Linked DNA regions of Mus musculus: regions 1 and 2 are each linked to region 3. Evidence: chromatin contacts called from public promoter capture Hi-C data. All regions are on one chromosome and are shown on one strand. Each heading gives the region's core, a stretch centred on a gene start, on an enhancer-like site or on the middle of the called end of the contact. The rest is flanking DNA. Distances are from core to core; before and after follow the strand shown. Region 1 holds the start of Optc (opticin). Region 2 overlaps Atp2b4 (ATPase, Ca++ transporting, plasma membrane 4). Region 3 holds the start of Adora1 (adenosine A1 receptor).

Evidence for each region. Promoter capture Hi-C pulls out the DNA fragments that hold promoters and counts their contacts. Capture Hi-C pulls out chosen DNA fragments and counts their contacts.
Region 1: a promoter capture Hi-C map of adipose tissue shows a contact between it and region 3. The contact joins the promoter of Optc here to the promoter of Adora1 in region 3. A contact is called at or near these places in 5 of 39 promoter capture datasets (the C10 cell line, the SN4741 cell line, embryonic stem cells and 2 more), 7 of 484 Hi-C or Micro-C datasets (B cells, cerebellum, cerebral cortex and 4 more) and 3 of 9 other capture datasets (adipose tissue, liver and pancreatic islet).
Region 2: a promoter capture Hi-C map of embryonic stem cells shows a contact between it and region 3, with 3 times the contacts expected there. The contact joins the enhancer-like site here to the promoter of Adora1 in region 3. A contact is called at or near these places in 10 of 39 promoter capture datasets (cranial neural crest, embryonic stem cells, epiblast stem cells and 5 more), 2 of 484 Hi-C or Micro-C datasets (both in embryonic stem cells) and 1 of 115 datasets of contacts at active chromatin or transcription factors (neural tube).

What each region holds. Positions count from the first base shown.
Region 1 is chr1:133,905,923-133,908,622 of GRCm38.p6, forward strand. Optc (opticin) reads right to left here and starts at 1,251. Exons shown (of 7, transcript NM_054076.3): 1 at 1,009-1,251. The coding sequence starts at 1,112.
Region 2 is chr1:133,740,767-133,743,518 of GRCm38.p6, forward strand. All of the region lies in intron 1 of Atp2b4 (ATPase, Ca++ transporting, plasma membrane 4), which reads right to left. Among named protein-coding and RNA genes, the nearest start is that of Atp2b4, 12 kb to the right of the region's middle. Within about 2 kb of position 1,260, at least 37 of the 459 cell types and tissues checked have an H3K27ac peak or open chromatin away from gene starts, as enhancers often do. A contact at or near this core is called in embryonic stem cells and trophoblast stem cells, where this site is marked.
Region 3 is chr1:134,234,052-134,236,785 of GRCm38.p6, forward strand. Adora1 (adenosine A1 receptor) reads right to left here and starts at 1,406. Exons shown (of 2, transcript NM_001008533.3): 1 at 1-1,406. The coding sequence starts at 304.

The sequences.
Region 1 (2,700 bases), core at 1-2,500, 330 kb before region 3:
TCCTTTTTTCTTTTTCTTTTTTTTTGTGAGATAGGCTCTCATGTACCCTAGGTTGGCTTCAAACTTATGTAGTGGAGAAGGACTTTGAACTTTTGATCCTCCTGCCTCTACCTCCCATGGGCTGGGATTACAGGTGTGCACTATCATGCCTGGTGTATGAAATGCTGGGTATCTAGCACAGAGCTTCAAGCATGTTAGACAAGCCTGCTACCGACTGAGCTCTCTCCCTAACCCTACTTGTGGCTACTCTAAGGCCACTCGGTCCTTCAGTCACTTAAACATCCATGGGACGTTTATTAAGTTGTAGTCCCCGGATATTCCTCTCTCTGGAGGTGCAGAAAGGAATGAGGTCCAGTCCTTTGTAGGAACAACCAGTCACTTTGGAGACAAAGTCTTAGAACTTAACATACAATGTAAAAGAAGGACGTTGGCTGGTAACATCGCCTTAGAAATGCAGCATTTTAGAAACACGTTGTGGAAAGCAGAGGGTTGGTATGAGGTTCTGCAGTGTTTTGCCATCAGAAAGCTCGGCAGCTATCTGTATACATATGTGTCTGCACTTGGGTTCCTGGGAGGACATGGTGTGCAGGCGTATGAGCACAGACGTCGTCTGCAGGTCACTCACATCTGTGCAGGCAGGTGGAGGGCTGAGTGTGCTGTGGATACGGAAGTGCCTGCAGCATCGTAGCCATCCATCTGCAGCTGATTACACAGCCCTCCCAAAGCCGCCTGCGCAGGTTTCTTCCTAATCTCAGCCGGGCTGAATGGTAAGTCCCCAGCAGTAGTAAGAGGTCGTATCTCTCTGTTCCCTATTCCCACTCCAAACTGAAATCTATGCTCTTCAAGACCACCCCCAAGGCAGTTTACTGACCACCCGGAAGCCCCTCGCAGCTTCTTTGATCAGAGCCTTGTACTCTTGCCATTCTCTGCCCAGTTCCTGCCACAGCCCCGACTCCATCCCTTTGCTTTTGTGCCAGTGGGCATGAGGCCTCCAACCTTGGACCTTACCTTTTAGATGCTTTTGGTTCCGTCTGGCTCAGCAGCTTCCAGGGAGCTTCTGGTGGAGATGATGACTGCCTGTCAGAGCAGGGGACAGCTAGACACCCCCTCATCTATTGGCCAGGGAGAGGACGAGTGGTTGGCCAGGGATGCATGTGTCTAATTAGATTCCCCATTCTTTCAAGTGCCCTGCTGTTTCCCTTCCTTTTTCCTCAGGGGTCCCTAATCTCATTTCTTCACTTAATGAACAGGAATTCTTTGTGTGGGGGTGAACACACACACACACACACACACACACACACACACACACTCATGGCCGCTACACCTTCTTCTCTGATCTTTGAGGGTTGGTCAGTTAGATTCCAGAAGACTCATCCAAGCTGAGGTTTCTTGGATGGATGGAGCTTGCTGTCCCTGTCCCCATCCCCATCCCCCACCCCACCCCACCTCCACTCCCTCAGAAATAACGACACTGGACTTCATAGATGGAATCCAAAGAAAAAAAGAGCTTGAACTGGGGCACCCCACTCAGCCCTATCCCTAGAGCACTGTGGTGGTACAGCAGGAGACAGGGAGTCGGGTAAGATGTAAAGACTAACTTCAAGCTCACAAGCAGTGGTCACCAACAACAAGACAGGAAGTTCTCTAACTCCCGTAGGAAGAAAGGACAAGGACAGGAGTGGGACATTGGCTTACAAACACCCAAGACATTGTCATTGTGCATAGCCTCTGGCCTGGAACCTAACACTTCTCTCCCAACTCTGACTTTCCATGGGCCCCATCTTTCTTTGGGATGTGCCTCAGATATCCCCAGAAGAGGGTAGGGGCTGGCGAATGTCATCCGGATTCCGCTGCCCAGGCTCTTCTCAGATGCTCTCCACCCCCTCCTCCTTTCCTCTGGTCACACCCTGAATCCCAGCAGGGAGGCCCTCTGAAGACCACCGATACAGGACGAAACAGAGGGCAAAAGAGAAACGATTGGTCCAAGGTCACCCAGGCCTAGCCGAGCACTACATTTTGAGTGTTAGATTCTGAGTTCACAAGGCTCACCTTCTTACAACTTCATCTCAGGAATCCTGAGAACACAGTGACTCTACCCTCAGAACAGATGGCCTTAGCAGAACCCACCCCCAGCTTGCGATGCCAGGTGAGTGGGCAGACCTAATAGACCCCGAGGACTCCTCAGCTGCTGTGGGAAGGGGATTCCGGCAGCCAGAAGAGGCCGCCTGCCAGAACAAGGCTGTTTTGTCTCGGAGATCCCCCATCTGGGAACTGACAGCTTCAGAAACTCGGCTGGGTGGAAGGAGATAAAAGTCACAAGCCAAGAGGACGCCCTCGAAGCAGATGGCACATTTGGCTGGCCCTACCCCTTCATTCTGTTCTTCCAGAGACCCTCGGGCCCCACAGACAGCCGAGACCGTGGCCCCCTCCCAACTCCACGCAATTTATCCCTACAAGGAATATAGATGAGACTGTTCATTCATTTCCCCCTGCCACCTGCTCTCACACTTCTCCCTGCTCTCGGTGACACACCCCCCTTCACACTCCCGCCGCTCCTCTCCCACCCCACCCCGCCCCAGTCGCGCCATCTCGCCTGAGCGTCCGCCCCCGCAATCCCAGGCTGCGCAGCCAGCCCTGCACAGCGCCTGCGCCTGCTCCCACGCACTCCCCGCCCCCCGCCCCCCCGCCCCCCCAGGCAAA
Region 2 (2,752 bases), core at 10-2,509, 490 kb before region 3:
GCAGGAGGCAGGAGGCAGGAGGCAGGAGGCAGGAGGCAGGAGGCAGGAGGCAGGAGGCAGGAGGCAGGAGGCAGGAGGCAGGAGGCAGGAGGCAGGAGGCAGGAAGCAGAGGACAAGGAGGCTTGTCTTGATAGGTTGACTTGAACAATGGGTAAAAATGGTTAAAAGGCTCACTTTCTTCCAGAGGGCCCTTCTGAGAGGTACCTTAGGGCTAACTGCTTTGAAAGACATCACTGTATGTGGTCTGACTTACAAACCAGTGTAGGGGTTTGTAAAAGACATTAAACAAACAAACAAACAAACACACAAACAAAACTAAGAGACCCCATGTCCAGTTATAATTCCTAGGGCTGCGGAGCAGTGAGCACGTGCTCAACCAGCCCAGTTTGTTCAGGGCTTTAAAAGTTTATAAATGAATACGGGAGACAAGCTGGCCTCAGGACAGGGCCTTTTGTTTCTAGCGACCAGGCTAAGTAAATGTCATCTGTTCCTTGGGGGCTGTGGTGCACACCAAGGCCCTAGCTCTAAGAACAGAAGCACAAGAATGTTCTTGGGATGCACAGGGACTCTTTCCTCAGAGGAGTATGCAAATTCTGGCAATGACCCGAACATGCCGGCTCACACGTGCTTGGGCCAGAAAGAACTAGCTACCTGTTCTTGGTCATGCAGGTGGAGGCAGAGGCTACCCGTGTGTCTTCATTCCAAGTTCTAGGAGCTGTAGATCACTGAAGTAGAACTCTCAAGGCAAGGTAGCCTTAGTTGTATCATCCCTGCCTTTCCATTTCTCATGCAACCCCCAGCAAGCTGCTTTACTCAGTGGCTAAGTACTTGGTATCAACTAGACAAAGTATTGCAGCTCAGGCTGAATAAGAGCCAAGCAAGGTTACGAAGTTTCTAGATACTATACAGTTAATGACGACCAGCATTTTCCCCACTAAAACAGAACATGTAACCCTAACACCTCTCTCTCCCTTCCTCTCCCTTTCTCTCCCAGCATGGGGGTGGGGAGGCAGAATTATACTCAGTAGCTTCCTGAGAATCCTGGCCCCTCGTCTGGAGTCAGAGGTGGTAGGGAAAGCCCGCCTAGCAGTCAATCCAAGTTGGTATTCATTAAGTTGTTCACATATTTGCGACAAATTAGATTTTTTTTTGGCTTTGGCTTTGGCTTTGGCACTGGATGGCTTTGGCACTGGATGCCGTTGGCTGCCCATTCAATGGGTTCCCCCACAGGTAGGGTGGGGCACTCTTTGTCTTGAAAACAGGTCGACAGCCAAGGACACTCAGAATCCGGGGCAGGGATACTCCACTGAGCTTCACACAAAGCAAGGAAATGTGTGTGCCTGGAAGGAGCAAGGACAGAGTGGAGGTCAGGATGTCAGGGACTCCACACTCGCTCAACACAGAGGCCTCCCAACCAAAACCCCCGAGGAAACAGACAGGCTCGGTGTGTGGGCGAACATTCTCTTTCCACTGAACAAGTTGGGGAGGGGGGAGGTCCATGAAAATGGGCAATTAAGTTCGCAGGGAATATGGCCTGCAGGGTGGGAAGTGGCCTCCACTCCCGGGGACTCACAAAATAAATCAGCAGCAGCTGGAGTGGAGAACCTTCTGGCTCTGAGAGAGAGGAGTGTGAGACAGGCCCTAGGTGAAGTCGGCCAGGATGGCATAGTTAGGATCATATTGTGAAGGGTGGGGCTGGAGGCCATTTTCATTCATTAGGAGGCAAGGGACAGGGAACCGTTTGGGCACACGGTGCCTGAGACTATAACCCAGGGCCCTATAACCCAGCAGTAAACCCCTCACTGCAGCTCAGCAGACAGTCGGGCTCCACCGGGGAGCAAAGCTGCTTTCAAAGCTCGAAAAGACTCATTGAGCTCTTTTCCAGACAGTCCTCAGCCTCCTCTGTCTGCCCTGCCATGGGAAGTCAGGTTCCCAGTGGGAAAGGCAGGGGAGGGTCTGGGAGAGGAGTGTTCTGGGCAGGGCATCTGGGTGCCCAGGCTTGCAGGGGCAGGGTGGCCAGGAGGCGGGACTTGCTGATTCTTTGCCCCAGGGGACCGAATAGAGCAGGGCTTGAGCCAGCTTGGGATTGCAGCTCTGGGTGGACAGATCGGTTTGAGGGGATTTTGTGTCGCAAAGATGTAAGATCCACAACACACCACACTGGGAGGGAACCACTCTTCTTCCCTCCTTTTGGTAAGGGCCGGAAAGTATTGCGAGGGCACCCGGGATGTCAGATAGTAAAGACCAGAGCCTGCTGTGGTGACTCGGGCCTGTTTCCTCAGCATTTGAGAGATTAAAGCAGGAGGATGGCCAGCCTGGACCACATGGTGAGCTCCCAGTCAGCCTGTGCTATAGAACCTCATCTCTAAAAACCTACTAAATATCAATTTAAGGGACTAACACCCTTTCCAAGGTGAGTCTGCCAGAGCAACCTACCTCATCATGCAGGGTAGGGGTGGCCACCTAGCTCCTCAGGTTCTCAATATTCTAATGATCACCTCCTGCCCCCTCCTCTGCCCACAAAGATCTTTTCAAAGATGTTACTCACTTACTTAAAACCCGATGTGGCTTTTACTCAGAGTGAAGCTGGGCACCGAGACCTTTGGTGGCCTCTAAGGCTACTTAGGAACCTCCAGTGTTTATCTATCTCTTCCCACTTCCCAGTCTTCATAGCGTTCTGGCTCAGCATACCTTCCTCTACTCTCGGAACACACCCCCTACCCCTCCTTCCGTTTCTGCACATGGCTGCTGC
Region 3 (2,734 bases), core at 156-2,655:
CAATAGCAAGCAGAGCCAGGATGGAGCTCTGGGTGAGGATGAGGACAGGACAGGCCACCATGAGGCAGGTGTGGAAGTAGGTCTGTGGCCCAATGTTGATAAGGATGGCCAGTGGGATGACCAGGGCGCCAACAGCCACATCAGCTACCGCCAGGGATACGATGAAGCAGAAGGTAGCATCGCGAAGTGCCTGGTTCACCTTCACAGCCCAAATCACCAGTACATTTCCGGGCACAGAGACCAAGGCAATGAGCACCTCGATGCCAATGTAGGCAGCCTGGAAGGCCGAGATGTACGGCGGCATGGTGGGCAGGAGCTGGGCACATCAGCAGACAGGCGCCCTGGGGCGCGAGGCCAGCACCTGTGGTCAGGAAGCCTGCGGTGGGGATGCCAGCCTGGGAAGGAGGGGGACATAGGCAGCCCTGCGAAGATGTGCCCCAGTAAAGTGATGCAGTGCCTGCCCAAGCTGGCCAGACACTCAGGCTCACTATCTGCTTAACCTCTGTCCCCTCCCCTTGTCCTTAGAGGTTCCATTCAGCAACTTAAAATAGCAGCACTCACTCCACCACTGGTTTTTGTATCAGGTGTGAGGTGGCTCCCTGTACACTTACTCCACAAGGATCCCCTGTGAATCCACAGTGCCCACAGGTGTCCGCCGACCCGGAGGCAAGGAGCTCACCATCCTGCCTGCCAACCGGTAGGGGGTCCCAAAGGCGTTGCCCTAAGTTCCCCGGGCGGCTTTCCGGAGCCGCGCCGGGCAGGGTTGGGTTCTGGGCACCGCGCGCGCATCGGCTCATCGTTCTCCAGGCTCCCGCCGCTGCGCTCCCAGCCCGGCCTTTCAAGCAATCACATGGTGTGGCAGAGGCTCAGCCCCGGACGCCTTTAAAGAGGTAGTGCCCCTGTTTCGTACCTGGGACTGGATGGCAGGCGTGATTCTGAGGGACTAAGCCCAGGACCTGGCGGGTCCACCGGCTCCCATTCCCCGCGTGCGCGCACGCCTACCCTGTGCCCACCCACCTGGGACGCCGCTGGTGCCCGATTCTTAACAGAAGCCTGGTCCAGCTCCAGCTCTGCCCAGAATCCTTACCCATCGACTGCCCCAAGGGGGACACCCCAGTCATTTCATCCACCCCTTTCCTGCACACTCATGATGCACGAACTGAGCCACAGACTTACCCAAGGTCACACCAAAGCTGGCAGAGCGCCTGGCCACCTGAACTGTCTAGCCAAGTATCCCCAGACCTCAAAACCTTGGGCAGTCGCTCCCTCAGAGGATGCCAGGGGAACCCAGGGCTAGCCAGTTATGTCCAAGGGGTGGTAGCCAGCCGAGACTCCACTCTGGCGCCGGCGCCTTCGTCGCCCCCGGCGCGGGAGCTGAGTGACAATCGGGCTCCGCACACCGGGAGGGGGAGGGGGCGGGGGCGGGGGCGGCGGCGGCACCCGCGGGCCCCTCCCTCGTCGCCCTCCGTCTCCTCCCCTACCCCCTCCTCTAAACAAAGGAAGTGATTCAGTGTGAGAAAAGCTGGGAAAACGTGAGCGTCTCGAATGGTGTGATGTATGGATCCGGCCTCGGGACAGGGACAGTACCGAGGTGCCGATTCCCGTGTTCCCTCTTTCCCTTACTCCCTCCCTCCCTTCTCAATGCAGCAGGCGGACAGCCCAAGCCCTAATCACCTGCGGGACTCAAGAGGGCCCCTCTCTGGTCTCCCACCGCCACCAACCATTGGCATCTGGGCGCCTCCCCTAATCTTAAAACCTACTCTCTTCAGGAAAGCAGTCCCAGCACTGTCAGGAGCGCACAGGCTTCCCGCACACACGTTACTTTGCAGGCAGTCTCCTGAGTCATAGCCCTTTCTCATCCATCGCTCAGAGTGCTTTTCAGGCTCTTCGTAATTTCCATTTTGCAGATGAGGATGCTGAGGCTCAGAGAAATGACCCCCACTGTCAGTGTTACACTACTATGCTCCTTCCCCTCCCCCTCCTCCTCCTTCTCCTTCTCCTTTCTGCCCCAGCACCTAAGACTACACAGTATCTAGTCCAATCCCTTGTGCTCCAGAAAAAGATTCAGGCTGGGAAATGAAAGGAACTTGCCAAAGACTAACACACTGAAGCACCAGCACAGTGCCCTTCCCACAGTGCCCTCCCCACCTCGCCCTCCCCCACAGTGTCCCTGGCCCTCACTTCATCACTGGCTCACGCACAGCCCCAAGCCTTCCCTCTCAGTGCCTTATAGAGAGATCCCACCCTGAGAAATCCTGTTTGTTGGTCAAGGGTCTGCACTGTACAGTAGCTGGGTGAGTCAGGCTAGGGGAAACCCTACAACCTGCTGCCCCCTTGCTGGATCCCAGCTGAGGAGAAGGGCTCTGCCCACAGGAGGGAGAGCAACTTCTGCTGGGGTGTGCTGCAGGAGCACAGGAAGGAGCAGTTTCCTCTGGAACCTGGGTGGCTGGGAGGAAGGGTGGGAGCTATTCGGTTTTCTCCAGAGAAAGAAGCCCAATGAGGGGAGGACACTTCCAGGAGACCCAGGGCTTCACTTCCACTTCCACCCTCAGACAACAGGGGACTGTGAGTTTGATGACAAAAGATCAGCTCATCCATGACAGGCATCCTTCCTGCCTACCTCCCATTCCTCCCTACTCCTAAGAGCAAGCTGCCATCCTGCCCCTGCCCATACCATGCGACATGAGGCTGAGATCTGCATGGCATCTGTGCCTCTTGGCTCTTTCTTTCCTTG